Linked DNA regions of Oncorhynchus mykiss: region 1 is linked to region 2. The links are chromatin contacts, called in public Hi-C maps. All regions are on one chromosome and are shown on one strand. The core of a region is the stretch at or near the end of the contact, and the rest is flanking DNA. Distances in the headings are between cores, read along the strand shown. Region 1 holds the start of vps72a (vacuolar protein sorting 72 homolog a). Region 2 holds the start of LOC110496049 (sperm acrosome membrane-associated protein 4).

Region 1 (7,094 bases), core at 687-3,186, 140 kb after region 2:
AAATACATTGTTTACCGTTATTTTAAGTGCCTTTGTTTGAACAGAGTATGTAGTAGGTGCACCGGTTTGTGTCAAGAGCTGCAACTGCACAACAGTTTCCCATGTGGATCAAGAACGGTCCACCAGCCAACTTCACACTACTGAGGAAAGCACTGGAATAAACATGGGCCAGCATCCCTGTGGAACACTTTCAACACCTTGTAATTTATACTCCAACGAATTGAGGCTGTTCTGACAGCAAAATGGAAGGTGTCCTTAAATTTTGTTCAATCAGAAATTGAAAAATAATTTAATCATCTTAATTTAAGATTATAGTAAATGAAAAAGAACTCTGATGATTTCAATAATCACATATTCCTCACTAAATTGAATCACTTAGATGTAAAAAATGATCCTATGCACAATTTAACCAGGGGGTCAGTGCAGCAGCAGCAGGCTGAACGTTTGACGTACCTACTCTATTATCTGTCCCTTGATATTAAAACATTGCAGCTAAAGTAGAAACCCCCTGAATTTAGAGAGCTGACCACCACAGGACTTGGAAGAGATCTGGGTACTGTTCGCTAACTACATTATTACGGTACACTTTGTTTCCCAAACACTACTGCGACGCTAAATTAGCTACTTACGTCGTTGAATCCGCCGTATGTGGTCTTGTAGAATTCATCTTCCTCTTCAGCATCTAACAACTTAGACATGCGGCTCCCCGCGGTTTTACGGGGCTCTTTGCTAAATGCTAAACTCATGTTGATCTAGCTCAGCTTGATTAATAGGGAACGTGCTAGCTTGTTGAAAGCTAACAACAATCAAGTTCTAGTTAACCTTAGCTACCACAAAATACTATGCAGGCAGCTAATGACGTATATATGGTGCGACATGCTTTTTCTTCTTCAGGTTTGACGGCACTACAGAACCTTCTTCGGTGAGATTTAATGGCGGTTGGCATCCAATATGTTGCATTACCGCCACCTACTAGACTGGAGTACAACTCCGTTATACTTTGCTTGAAAAAGAAATGTATAAATAAACAAATTCCATTCCATCTAACACTACCCTAAAAATAAAAATACCACCCTACTCCACTATTTAAATCTATTTAGTCCTACCTCATGCCAACAACCTGAAAGGATGGGACATCCCTTAACACCCTGTACCTCTTCTGATGTGAAGTCTCGCACACCCAAATGCCCCTCTGCAGCTCCCACCACTAACCTCAATCTTAGGAAGCTATCCTTAAATAGTTTAAAATCAGAAATGAAAATGTTATGATAGTAAATGAAGACAACCCCGATTTTTTATTTATTTTAAATAATCACATATTCCGCACTCAATTTACCCACTTAGAGATGTAAAAAATATATATATTTTAAGCATAATTTAACCTGGGGGTCTTATCCAGGCGCAGGCTGAACGTTTGACGTCCCTACTCTATTCTCTTTCCCTTGATATTAAAACACTGCAGCTAAAGTAGAAACCCCCTGAATTTAGAGAGCTGGCCACCTCTTCCAAATCCTATGATCTGGGTACTGTGTAATGTTCGCTAGCTACATTATTACTTGAAACTTCGTTTCCCAATCACTACTGCGACTCAATAGCTAGCTATCTGCCAAGACAGCTAGCTAAATTAGCTACTTACGTCGTTGAATCCGCCGTATGTGGTCTTGTAGAATTCATCTTCTTCTTCAGCATCTAACAACTTAGACATGCGGTTCCCCGCCGTTTTACGGGGCTCTTTGCTAAATGCTAAACTCATGTTGATCTAGCGCAGCTAGATTAATAGGGAACGTGCTAGCTAGCTGAAAAATATAACTTGTTTGTTGTTAGCTACCACAAAAGACCATGCAGCAGCTAATGACGTCGATATCAAATATGTTCTACTAAAATATAGCACATCCTGTCGTTTCCAATGGGAGGCAAGTGAGCCTAGTAGGTGGGACCAAGTGTCAAGATGGGTTTTTCAAAGTCGCGTTTATTGGTCAATCAGATGTCAGTCAGATGGATTAGTGACGTCCATGAAATACATCGTCATCATATTCAAACTAAGTTCAAAATGAGATCCGGACGGTGATTTGAAAAAACAGAGAATTACCTCTCGTAGCTAGGCTGTGCTTGTTCCTAGGCAAGGACGATACGGGACGCCTCGGCGGAAATGGAGTCCCTAGAGAAAGCAAGAACAAGATGGTCGGAAGGAGTAGTGCAGTATTATCATAAGGCGATGAATACTTGGAGAACGGGGGAATGGAGGAGAGAAGAGAGTGGCGGTCTAAGAGAGAGAGAGGAAAGAAGAGGTTGATCTTGAGTCAGATAAAAATGGCAGAAAAAAGGGAAATAGTTTGTTAAAGAATGGAAGTTTGTTAAAGAATGGAAGAAAATGTAAGCAGAGGGAGCTGAAGTCAGGAGAAATTAAAGTGAATGAGGGTGAAGTTAGGTGGTAGGTGTGGTGAAGTTATTGGAGACTGGAATGCACCAAGGATCAGGAAAAAGATGAGTGACAGTAGGAATGATGTTTATGGAAAAAAACGGACTCTTGCTATTGTATAGCACACTATTACTTATACAGCTAATATAAGGACAAGACATGAGTAGAAATTAACTTGGGTTTCACAGGAAGAACATTCCAAGCATTTCAATGTAGGTAAGCAGGGGGGGGGGGGGGGGGGGGGTTGTTACGTACACCTCTAGGAAGAGGGAACACATCACCCTGTGTCAACTCAACTCCCCGTGGTGTGAAAGAGGTATGGGATTGTAGGTGCAAGTAAGGATGATAGAGGCAGAGAATTTACAATTTTCAGGGAATTTATTCCTTCACACGGTAAATTTGGGGAAAGGGGGCTGAACGGAACCAAAGCAAAGAACGGAAATGTCAAAGCCCCCTCTCCTACCTTACCTGCCTACCCACCACCCGGTGCACTAACCAAAATACAGGGGGTGGTCCACCCAGGTCTTACCTAGTGTGTTTAGACAGTAAATACTACGGGTTATGTATGCCCCCAGACCTCTTGCCTAAGCAATACCTAGGTGCCTTCCCCCCTGGGAACAAATGAAACAGAATTTTGCAATTTCACACAAAAAAAAAACCTCAGAAACACAGGACATCAAATAAGCTCTGACTGAGCAACAAATTAACAGAACATAACCATCAGGTCTCTCTCAGCAACAACAAACATAGAGATCTGGCATGTACCATCTGAAAAACCACCAACATATGATAACCCTGAGCTCTTTCTAAGAAACAACCAAAACAGGCTATCACCCTCGGCTCTTTCCTAACAAAGGAACACTGGCTTGCCCCTTGCTTGCGCAAAAAGTCAGAGTGCGCGCTGCCGCTGGGGGCACAGGCTTTTGGCGGGGCTTGTTGAGTTGGCTACTTTTGTGAGAAGGCAGAGCAGGGTGATGCTGGTTGATGAATTTGACAATGAATGTACGTTTTTGCCAGCCAGAGGTGACTGAATTAATGTTTAGGCTTATAGATAATCGTTATAGTAATGAAGTATAATTTCAAAGCATGAGCATAAAAACAGGTAATAATAAACATGAATATTATATTACTTCACAGTAATCTGCATTTTCAGTCCTTCCTCTTGCGTTAGCCATGTGGAAAGGGACAGAAAAAAAGCAACAAAAAGGTGGTGTATCCAGGGAGATACACCACTGTGGTCTTATGCTGCCATCTATTGGAATTATTTAGCAACTGCAGTAGTATTGAATAAATTGTATATCCTTAATAAAGTAGTAATTACTCAGAATTGCAAAATATACAATTTTCTAGTTCATTTTATCACTTATAACCATTTAAACCATAACAAATGAAACTGACAAATGCCATACATTTAAGTTAATTATTTTAAATAAACTAATTATTTAGATGGGTGACATTATCTGTGAAAGTAACACACCCTTAACATATAAACACAGACACTAAAAATGTGCTTTTTTTATAATAAATCTGGTAGCCGTATTTTATTCAGGATCATCGATTTTTTTCTAAATATGTAAGGCTGGGCAGTGTCTCTCATTGTCATCGATCGCTAGCCCTGAAATACTTTTTGCCCTTGGAATGCTGAGCTCCCCCCATTGTTTTCCTATGGAGAGGCATGCGGGTATATTTCGCCAAATATCTCGCAATGTGTATATTTAGTTTTTTTTCAAGTACGACACCATTTTAAATCAGGATAATCTCTTATTTCTAATTATGCAAACTACCGTTCAAATGTTTGGGGTCACTAAGAAATGTCTTTGTTTTTTAAAAGAAAATCATATTTTCCCATTAAAATAACATCAAATTCATCAGAAATACAGTGTAGACATTGTTAATGTTGTAAATGAATATTGTAGCTGGAAACGGCAGATTCTTTATTGAATATCTACATAGGCATACAGAGGCCCATTATCAGCAACCATCACTCCTGTGTTCCAATGGCACGTTGTGTTAGCTAATCCAAGTTTATAATTTTTAAAAAGGCTAATTGATCATTAGAAAACCCTTTTGCAATTATGTTAGCACAGCTGAAAACTGTAGTCCTGATTAAAGAAGCAATAAAACTGGCCATCTTTAGACTAGTTGAGTATCTGGAGCATCAGCATTTGTGGGTTCGATTACAGGCTCAAAATGTCCAGAAACAAATAACTTTCTTCTGAAACGTGTCAGTCTATTCCTGTTCTGAGAAAGGAAGGCTGTTCCATGCGAGAAATGGCCAAGAAACTGAAGATCTCATACAGCGCTGTGTACTTCTCCCTTCACAGAACAGCGCAAACTGGCTCTAACCAGAATAGAAAGAGTGGGAGGCACCGGTGCACAACTTGAGCAAGTGGACAAGTACATTAGAATGTCCAGTTTGAGAAACAGACGCCTCACAAGTTCACAACTGGCAGCTTCATTAAATTGTACCCGCAAAACAATAGTCTCAACGTCAACAGTGAAGAGGCGACTCCGGGATGCTTTATCCTGACCCTTGGTGCAAGCCTCGGGCTCTGAGAACTTCACCATACCTACCACCTCCAATACTTCGCCCTCATTCACTTCCATTTCTCCTCCTGTCTTCAGCTCACTCTGCTTACACTTTCTACCATTCTTCTTTAACAAACCATGTCCCTTTTTCTATTTCTTGTCCTGGAATAAAGGACAAACTGGATCACCCAAAGTTCCAATGCGGCAATTGTTTGCTTGCCGAGAATTTTAGGCTTGAGGTGGTTTCCTTGATCACGCCAGCCTATTTAAAAAAAACTGGGGAAAACGCGGAGTGGAATGTTTACATTTTCTACGCCGGTGGCTGGACGGCATTCGCGCATGTTGGATGCATATCTGTCTTGTCGTTTCTCGTTATCTGACTGGCCGGTGTTGCCCAGAGTTCGGAGCAGATCCAAACAACTAATAGTTTAGCCGCCCTAGAGCCTGACCTTCCTGCACCTTCGTCGCTGGGGGTACCTGTGTCTCTCGGCCGCTGTGCCTACTCCTACCCCTATGATTTCGACTCCGGCAACCTTCCATCCCTGCTCTGGATCGAGCGGGGCTTCTCCATCTGTCGGAGGCCTGCACCATCCTGTGAAGCGTGGGAGTAGGCGGATTTCCTCGTCCTTCTTGCCAGCTGGGATTTTGGGCAGCTCCATGGTAAGAAACGTGACTGTTCCTGGTGCAAAAACAATGTCCTATCCCGGAGCTCAAGTAAATGACATTACTAAGCTGTTCCCGAATGTACTATGTCAGGACATGGACATTGATTCTACTGTAGTCTATGTGGGTTTTAATGACATAATGAAGTCAGCTGAAACTGGATGTCAAAGAGCTGATGGATTCTCTGTAAAAGGCATAGATTATGGCATTGGTCACCAACATTTTCTGGGTCAAGATCACTTTCCGAGTGAAAATGCAAGCCGAGATCTACCGCTCAGGCATGAATCTGAGCAAGTTTGATGTGATGATTGTTTGTTGAAATGTATGTACAGTGGCAAGAAAACGTATTTGCCAAAGCAGCAGCTACTTTTCCTGGGGTCCAGCAAAATTAAGGCAGTTTATAAAATTTTTAAAACATTACAATACTTTTTCAGATTTCACAACGCATTGTTTTCCCTCAGGCCCCTACTCCACCACTACCACATCGTGTGTGTGTATACATGTGCCAATGTTTGTTGCTTCACAGTCCCCGCTGTTCCGTAAGGTGTTTTTTTATCTGTTTTTTTAAGTCTCTCATTTTACTGCTTGTGTCAGTTACTTGATGTGGAATAGAGTTCCATGTAGTCATGGATCTGTGTAGTACTATGCACCTCCCATAGTCTTTTCTGGACTTGGACTGTGAAGAGACCTCTGGTGGCATGTCTTGTGGGGTATGCATGGGTGTTCGAGCTGTGGGGTATGCATGGGTGTCCGAGCTGTGTGCCAGTAGTCAGGCAGACAGCTCTGTGCATTCAACATGTCAATACCTCTCATAAATAAAAGTAGTGATGAAGTCAATTTCTCCTCCACTTTCAGATTGACATGTGTATTATTAAAATTAGCTCTCTGTGTACATCCAAGGGCCAGCCGCGCTGCCCTGTTCAATTTTTCTAAGTCCTTTTTGTGGCACCTGACCACACGACTGCACAGTAGTCAAGGTGTGACAACTAGGGCCTGTAGGACCTGCCTTGTTTATAATGTTGTTTAGAAGGCAGGGCATCGCTTTATTATGGAAATAGACTAGATTCCCACATTATTCATTACGAGATGTAGTTGAGGTTTAGGGTTTAGTGAATGATTTGTCCCATTTTACAAAGCTTTTTTTGGTCCGATATACTTGGCTGTGTAGTGTTAGCGTTTGTTGCTGGAATGTCATCCCTAAATTTAGTTTATCTTGTCAATAAAAAAGTCATTAAAGTAGTTGACAATATCAGTGGGTTTTGTGATAAATGAGCCATCTGATTCAAGGAATGATGGAGCAGAGTTGGTTTTTTTTCCACTATTTAATTGAAGGTACTCCAAAGCTTTTTACGATCATTTTTTTTTTCTTCATAGTAATAGTTTATTTTTATTTAGCTTAGTCACATGATTTTCTTAAATTTGCAATATGTTTGCCAATCAGTTGGGCTGCCAGACTTATTTGCCATACTTTTGCCTCATCCCT
Region 2 (6,452 bases), core at 1,222-3,721:
GCTTGTGTAGTCTAAAATGAATCTATGATCGTATGCTATCCATTTGTTGTTTGTTTGCTGTTCTTTGTATGCCATTTTAATATCTGAGAATAAACCAATGATATTAGGCCACTCATGGCCATGATTACAGACACCTGTGTCTTCTGACACTATATAAACGAGTCATTCCGCAGGGTTTGTGATTATACCCTGATGAAGACAGCTTGGCTGTCGAAACGTTGGTAATGACATTTTTACATCTGAGCTCATAGAGTGTGCGGCCCTTTTATTTATTTTGAAGTTTTCTACTCCGCTAGCCAGCACCTCGCCTAAATAAGTGTGCGTTTATTTTTCTTCTAGGTTGTAAGTAACAAGAACATTTCCCAGACATATCTGATATGGGCAGAAAGCTTAAAATCTTCTTAAAATAACTGCACTGTCCAATTTACAGTAGCTAATACAGTGAAAGAATACCATGCTATTGTTTGAGGAGTGTGCACAGTTATTGATACATTTTCAATTTCATTAGGCACGTTTGGGCAGACTTGATACAACATTGAACAGAAGTGCAATGGTTCAGCCTAAAACTTTGCACATACACTGCTGCCATCTAGTAGCAAATATTAAAATGGCACCTAACCTGGAATAATACATTGACCTTTCGCTTGCATTTCAAAGATAAAACACATTTTTTTCTTTTTAATTGTCTTTTACCAGATCCTAATGTGTTACATTCTCCGACATGAATGTCACATTTACACTAACTTCAAAGTGTTTCCTTTCAAATGGTCTCAAGAATGTGCATATTCTTGCTTCAGGCCCTGAGCTACAGGCAGTTAGATTTGGGTATCACATTTGCTAACTGCTGACTGACTACAAAGCAACATTACTGCATGATTGTAATGGGTTTACTAATGTGTTAGTTCTATTAGCCATGTTAACTAGGACATTACTTTAGCTAATAATGGGACAACGATGTAGGCTGTGTGTAGCATTTCTGACATGGTTTGGCTTGGAAAAGTTTTTTGCTAGGTCACATACAGCTGATGTGTTCATTGAAGTCCACAAACGAAGGGGAAAGGTGAGTAGAGACTACAATGAGACTACAATGGATACGTGGCTACAATTAAAGTGAACTGTTTATGCCTGATTAGGGGTGTATTCATTTGGCCGATTCTGTTAATGTTTCAACGGAAACAAACGAAGCGGGTTAAAAAACGGAATTTGTCCAATCGATACTCTCGTTTTCAACTGTTGGACTAAGGATTACAGGCATGAGTCACTGTCTGTCCAAGAATTTCTCTCACCTGTGTGCTCCTACTTTGTAAACGTATCATAGGCTAGGTTGTAGCAACCTCATGATAGGTTTAGGGAAAATGTAGTAGCCTAGACCTATCGACGTTAAATACAACTGGGTGAAAGGAATATGAATGACAGTCATCCAACATGCTGTAATAGAAATAAGGTCATGCTCATGAAAAATAAATCGTCCTCCATCATAAACGGCACTGACTGCCACATTACTGCTTACTCCAATGACCTACGTGTAATGGAACTGAGTAATGAACAAGGGCTTGGGCTACGGTAGCTACAATGTTACCATTTCTAGAAGCGCATCGTGCCAACAATCACTACTTAGCTAAGACAGATATGATTGATTAAATCAGTTTCAGATATTAATCTCAAATGTTTCATTGATGGCAATTGAAGACTCAAATAAAGGCCACTTCATTACCATCACGTCAATGAAGTAGGATGAGTAAAACTGTTCAAAAAGCTGTTGATTATTTTATTGTAACCAGTTTATGGAAGAATCCGAGCTCTTATTATACATTATTTTTTCCATACAAAGACTAAAAAAAAATACACACACATCATATTCAGTTAGCATTATAACATGGACAAATAGCAGCAGATAATTTCATAATACTAATATTGAACTTTTCAGATAAACTTGTACAATTATTTCTTTGCCCCTTCCCCGCTCTTTCTATGATACGAGGATCCGAACTTTCAAATGCGAACAATTAAGCTGATTCAGATCTTTTTCACTAGTAATTGGTCTTTTGACCAATCCGACCAATTATTTTGCCAATAAATTGGGCAAAAGATCAGAATTTGGCTTCTTACGACATCCACGTGTTCTAATTGGCTGTAAAGTTAACCTATTGATATGATAAAGTATCGTGTATCTTATTACAAGAAAATACAGGTTAGCTTCGAATGATGAAGAGGATTGTCGAATATCGTTTAGTCTAAACAATTCATTACACACATATCGAAGATTGTTTTTAGGTATGAAATTGATACCTAAATGAGACAAGCAATTGTTTCTTACCAACTGAAAAACACAGGCCAACTGCGAAAATGCTGAGAATAATTCTGTTCATCGTTGAAAAAAATAAGTTTCGCAGGTGTTGCCTATATGGACCGTTAGCTATGTGCTCAAACAACAGCTTTTCACCAACTCGCTATTTATAACCTCCCTCCCATCACCACAGACGCGTCACCGTTATACAAGGTAGGGGTATCTTGGCCACGTTCAGTTGCAAAACGTCCTGAATGTTGCAGATAGAAATTCCACGAATAGAGCCGGCGACATTATTCTACATGTCGGAGCAGGGCGTTGGACATACCTTTGAGGGAAGCATGTGCTCAAAATGAACCCCCTCCCATCCCCCTTAAAAAAACGTTTATAATTCACAGCTTCACAGAAATTCACAGCATACCAAATGCCACCATAGGCAATTATTAAACATGTTACATTTTTATTATAGGCATATTTATTTCTGCAACAACACATCATCACAAATTGTAAGTAAGCTATTTTCAGTGCCTCCTAAACACATGATTGACATTGGGAAAATAGCTGATCCTTGAGGATGACTTGCGGGATTGGAAGGGCTGTGTTGGAGAGGCATGTTGTTCTACATAGCATATTTCTTTCTGAATGTTCCAACACGTTGCTTCCTGCTGAACATGCCCCAGCTCTCACCACACCCTAATTTGCCCTCCCACCTGTGCACAGGTGATGGTGGTGTTCAAGAGACAATAAGCAATGTTCTTTAGTTAGGGGGTGTCAAACTCATTCCATGGAGGGTCCAGTGTCTGATGTTTTTCGTTATTTCCTTTCAATTCGTGTCCAATTAAGACAAACAACCAGGTGAAGGGAGTTCCTAACTAATTAGTTACTTTAATTGATCAGGGGAGGAATTAAAACCTGCAGACACTCGGCCCACAGTGGAATGAGTTTGACACCAGTACTTTAGGTCATAGTTCTGTCAAAAACAATTATGTTGGCATTTTTGTGCCAATTTGAAAGTTCTGTATCATATCTTCCAAGACTAGCCTACATTAAATACACACGTAGGTTATGTCAATCGGTGGAGGCCGCTGAGGAGAGGAAGGCTCGTAATAATGGCTGGAATAGAGTCAATGGAATGGTATCAAACACTGGTTTCCATGTGGTTGATTCCGTTGATGCCATTCCAGCCATTGTTATGAGCCTTCCTCCCCTAAAGCAGCCTCCACTGATGTCAATATCCTCCAAAAAACAATTAATCCGTGTGTAAAGACAACAAACTCCCCTGTACTTTGTCAGAGTAACTAGAAGAGCACACTAGTGGTATACCTGGCTTTCTCTTGCGACACAACTCTCATCTCCCCATCCTTTTACTGATGTTATTATGCCCAACAGAGCTTAATGCCAACCTAGTAGGCGACAGAATGATTTGCCAATAATAATATCAGCTGTACATCTATATCCTTTGGAGGTGTGTCAGTTTGTTCTTTAAACCACAGTGTTTATGGTAAATACAGCTAATACGAAGTACATCTAGTTCCCTCCCTATACGTCTATATCCTTTGGAGGTGTGGCATTTTGTTCTTTAAACCGCTGTGTCTATGGTAAATACAGCTAATACGAAGTATATCTATTCCCCTCCCCGTATGTACATCATAGGCCTGCCATACGATCAGGGGCTTACCTACCTTCAATGTCAATGTGTGGAAATGTCTCAAATATGCATGCGTGCTTGCGTGCGTACGTACACACACACACACAGACACACACAACGCAATATAATAAGCTATGTGCATGCCAATTCAACCTGTGCCAACATGTTAGACAGATCACTGTCTGAAGGAGTCTGGTAAGAGACCATCGTCCTCCAGCACTGAATGTTGGAGTGATCAGAGAAACACAATTCTTTCAGTCATTGTCTTGGCCATCATGCACGAAATGAGAGCATTCCGCAATGTATGGTTGCTATTGTGTATTGTTTGCTTGTTATTCGGGCAACCCATTGGGCACAAACTGGTTCAATCAATGTTGTTTCAACGTAATTTGTCAACGTATTGTGACGTGGAAAATACATTGGATTTGAAAAAAGTAATCAACTGTTTTGAGGGTGAAATTTCAACCACAGGATTATGTCATTATGGTAACCAAATTTCAACAGACCAACCTTGTATAAAATATGTTGAATTTGTACATTTTAAAACCATGTCAGATTTTCAACATTATTTCCACTATCAGAAAAAAAACAATAGGCTGGGCAGCACCTCCTACTGGAGAATTGATCTATCTACAGCTACCCTCTGATCTCCCAAGCCCTGCTTAGCTATGATATTATTACCAATGTGATATTGTGAGAATGATTGTTGAGAGATCTCTCCACTTAAAAAGGAATTAGATTCACTGTTGCTATGGAAGACATTCCAAAGGGTAGGTTTAACAGAGAAATTAAATGTGACCATACTTTATCAATGATGCTATTTAGGCCTACATATAATTTGCTATTGTTTCAATTCAACCCATAATTTAACTAAAAATAGACAATAAATAGGCCTAGGGTTTCAAGCTCTGGTTGATTTCAAATGTAATGATATTTAGTGATATTCAATTGTGTTTGGTTGTCAATGCAACCAAATATCAACATTTGAAGTAGTTGTATCTTCTGCTTGGATAGACCATCATTGTTCATAGACCATCATTGAAAATAAGAATTTGTTCTTAACTGACTTGCCAAATTAAATTAAATAAAAAATAATGTCTCCAACTCATCCAAAAAGTACAAAAATGGGATTAAAGTGGCTCAGATAGAACTTTCCAAGCAGTAGGTAGATCTCCTTTAAATGTTGACATTTGGTTGCGTTGTCAACCAAACACAATTCAATATTACTTTTGTAGTACAGTAAATAGCCTGAAGTTATCTTACAAACAATCTTAAAATGAGTAACACCTCCATGGCCACATGTTGAGGTTACTGTAACTATACATTTAGTATTATGTACTCAAAATAGCATGCATAGGTCATCGCAGGTCTGTGGAGATCTTTACAAATGCTGTTGCCTAATAATCTGCGCAGAATCTGGAACAGCATTGATCATTTGCACCTTGTACTTTTAATGTAATTTCAACTGCAATCCAGGTCATTTGTTTCGCTATTAGATGAAGCACAGTGATATCACATTAACAAAACATTAACAACATCACATTAAGAAAATATCTGACATTGTATTCCCATTTTACTATGTGCATTTGTGTGGTAGGTGTGGTAGGTGATTGCATTGGCTAAAATGATTGACACTGATTTCCAGCCATTTTTGATCATGGAGGACAGAGGTTTTAGAAATGATAGCAATAGTCTAAATCCAATGTACACAATTCACAATTCCAAGCAGGAAAACCCTTTCAAAATCACTTATTCTACAACTGTATGAGAGCACACAGGCTTCAGTACGGGAAAGAGTCCAAAAAGCTACTGCAGTTTGCCTTACCACTCACTGCTGGACATCAAGGGTAACCACTTCTTACATGTCTGTTACATGTCACTTTATTGAAGATTTTTTCGATGTCTTCAGCTGTCTTCTGGACTGCTTTGAGTTCAACGACAGACACACCTCACAGAACTTGGCAGAGGAACTGTTGAGAGTGGCCAGAGAATGGTAAGTAGATGGAAAAGTGGTCTGTTGTGTTAGCGACAATGCATCTAACATAACCAAAGCCATGAACATTTTTAAATGGACCCATCATCCATGTCTTGCCCACACAATCAACCTGATTGTAAGAGATGCTCTGAAGCTGATGAAGCCCACTGTGGACAAAGTAAAAGCAGCTGTGGAATACTTCCACAGGAGCACATTAGGTGCTGAAAACTAAAGTCTACACAACGCCAGATGGGGATGCCTGATGCCATCATCTCTAGCCTGGTCATTGTCAATGCACCTGTTGATGCTCTGACCCAAGAGGAATGGGAGGTGGTGGAGGTGTGCAGAGTCCTGGAACCCTTTGAGCAGGTCCCTGTGGAGATCAGTGGAGAGAGGTACAGTAAGCAGCGATTACTACATCATTATATATGTATATGAGCAGTAGATGAGAATGTAGTATCAGTAGATAAAACATGAACCTGAACTAATAAGTTACTGTTCTCTCCTTTCAGCTATGTGACAGCCTCAGAAATTATGCTCCT

The links. Hi-C and Micro-C count contacts between places; a contact is called where the count stands out from the background.
Region 1: a Hi-C map of liver shows a contact between it and region 2, with 3 times the contacts expected there. The contact joins the promoter of vps72a here to the promoter of LOC110496049 in region 2. A contact is called at or near these places in 2 of 3 Hi-C or Micro-C datasets (blood and liver).

The regions. Positions count from the first base shown.
Region 1 is chr18:33,811,365-33,818,458 of USDA_OmykA_1.1, forward strand. vps72a (vacuolar protein sorting 72 homolog a) reads right to left here and starts at 1,937. Exons shown (of 6, transcript XM_021571702.2): 1 at 1,637-1,937. The coding sequence starts at 1,753.
Region 2 is chr18:33,671,833-33,678,284 of USDA_OmykA_1.1, forward strand. LOC110496049 (sperm acrosome membrane-associated protein 4) reads right to left here and starts at 2,472. Exons shown (of 3, transcript XM_036952526.1): 1 at 2,318-2,472. The coding sequence starts at 2,369.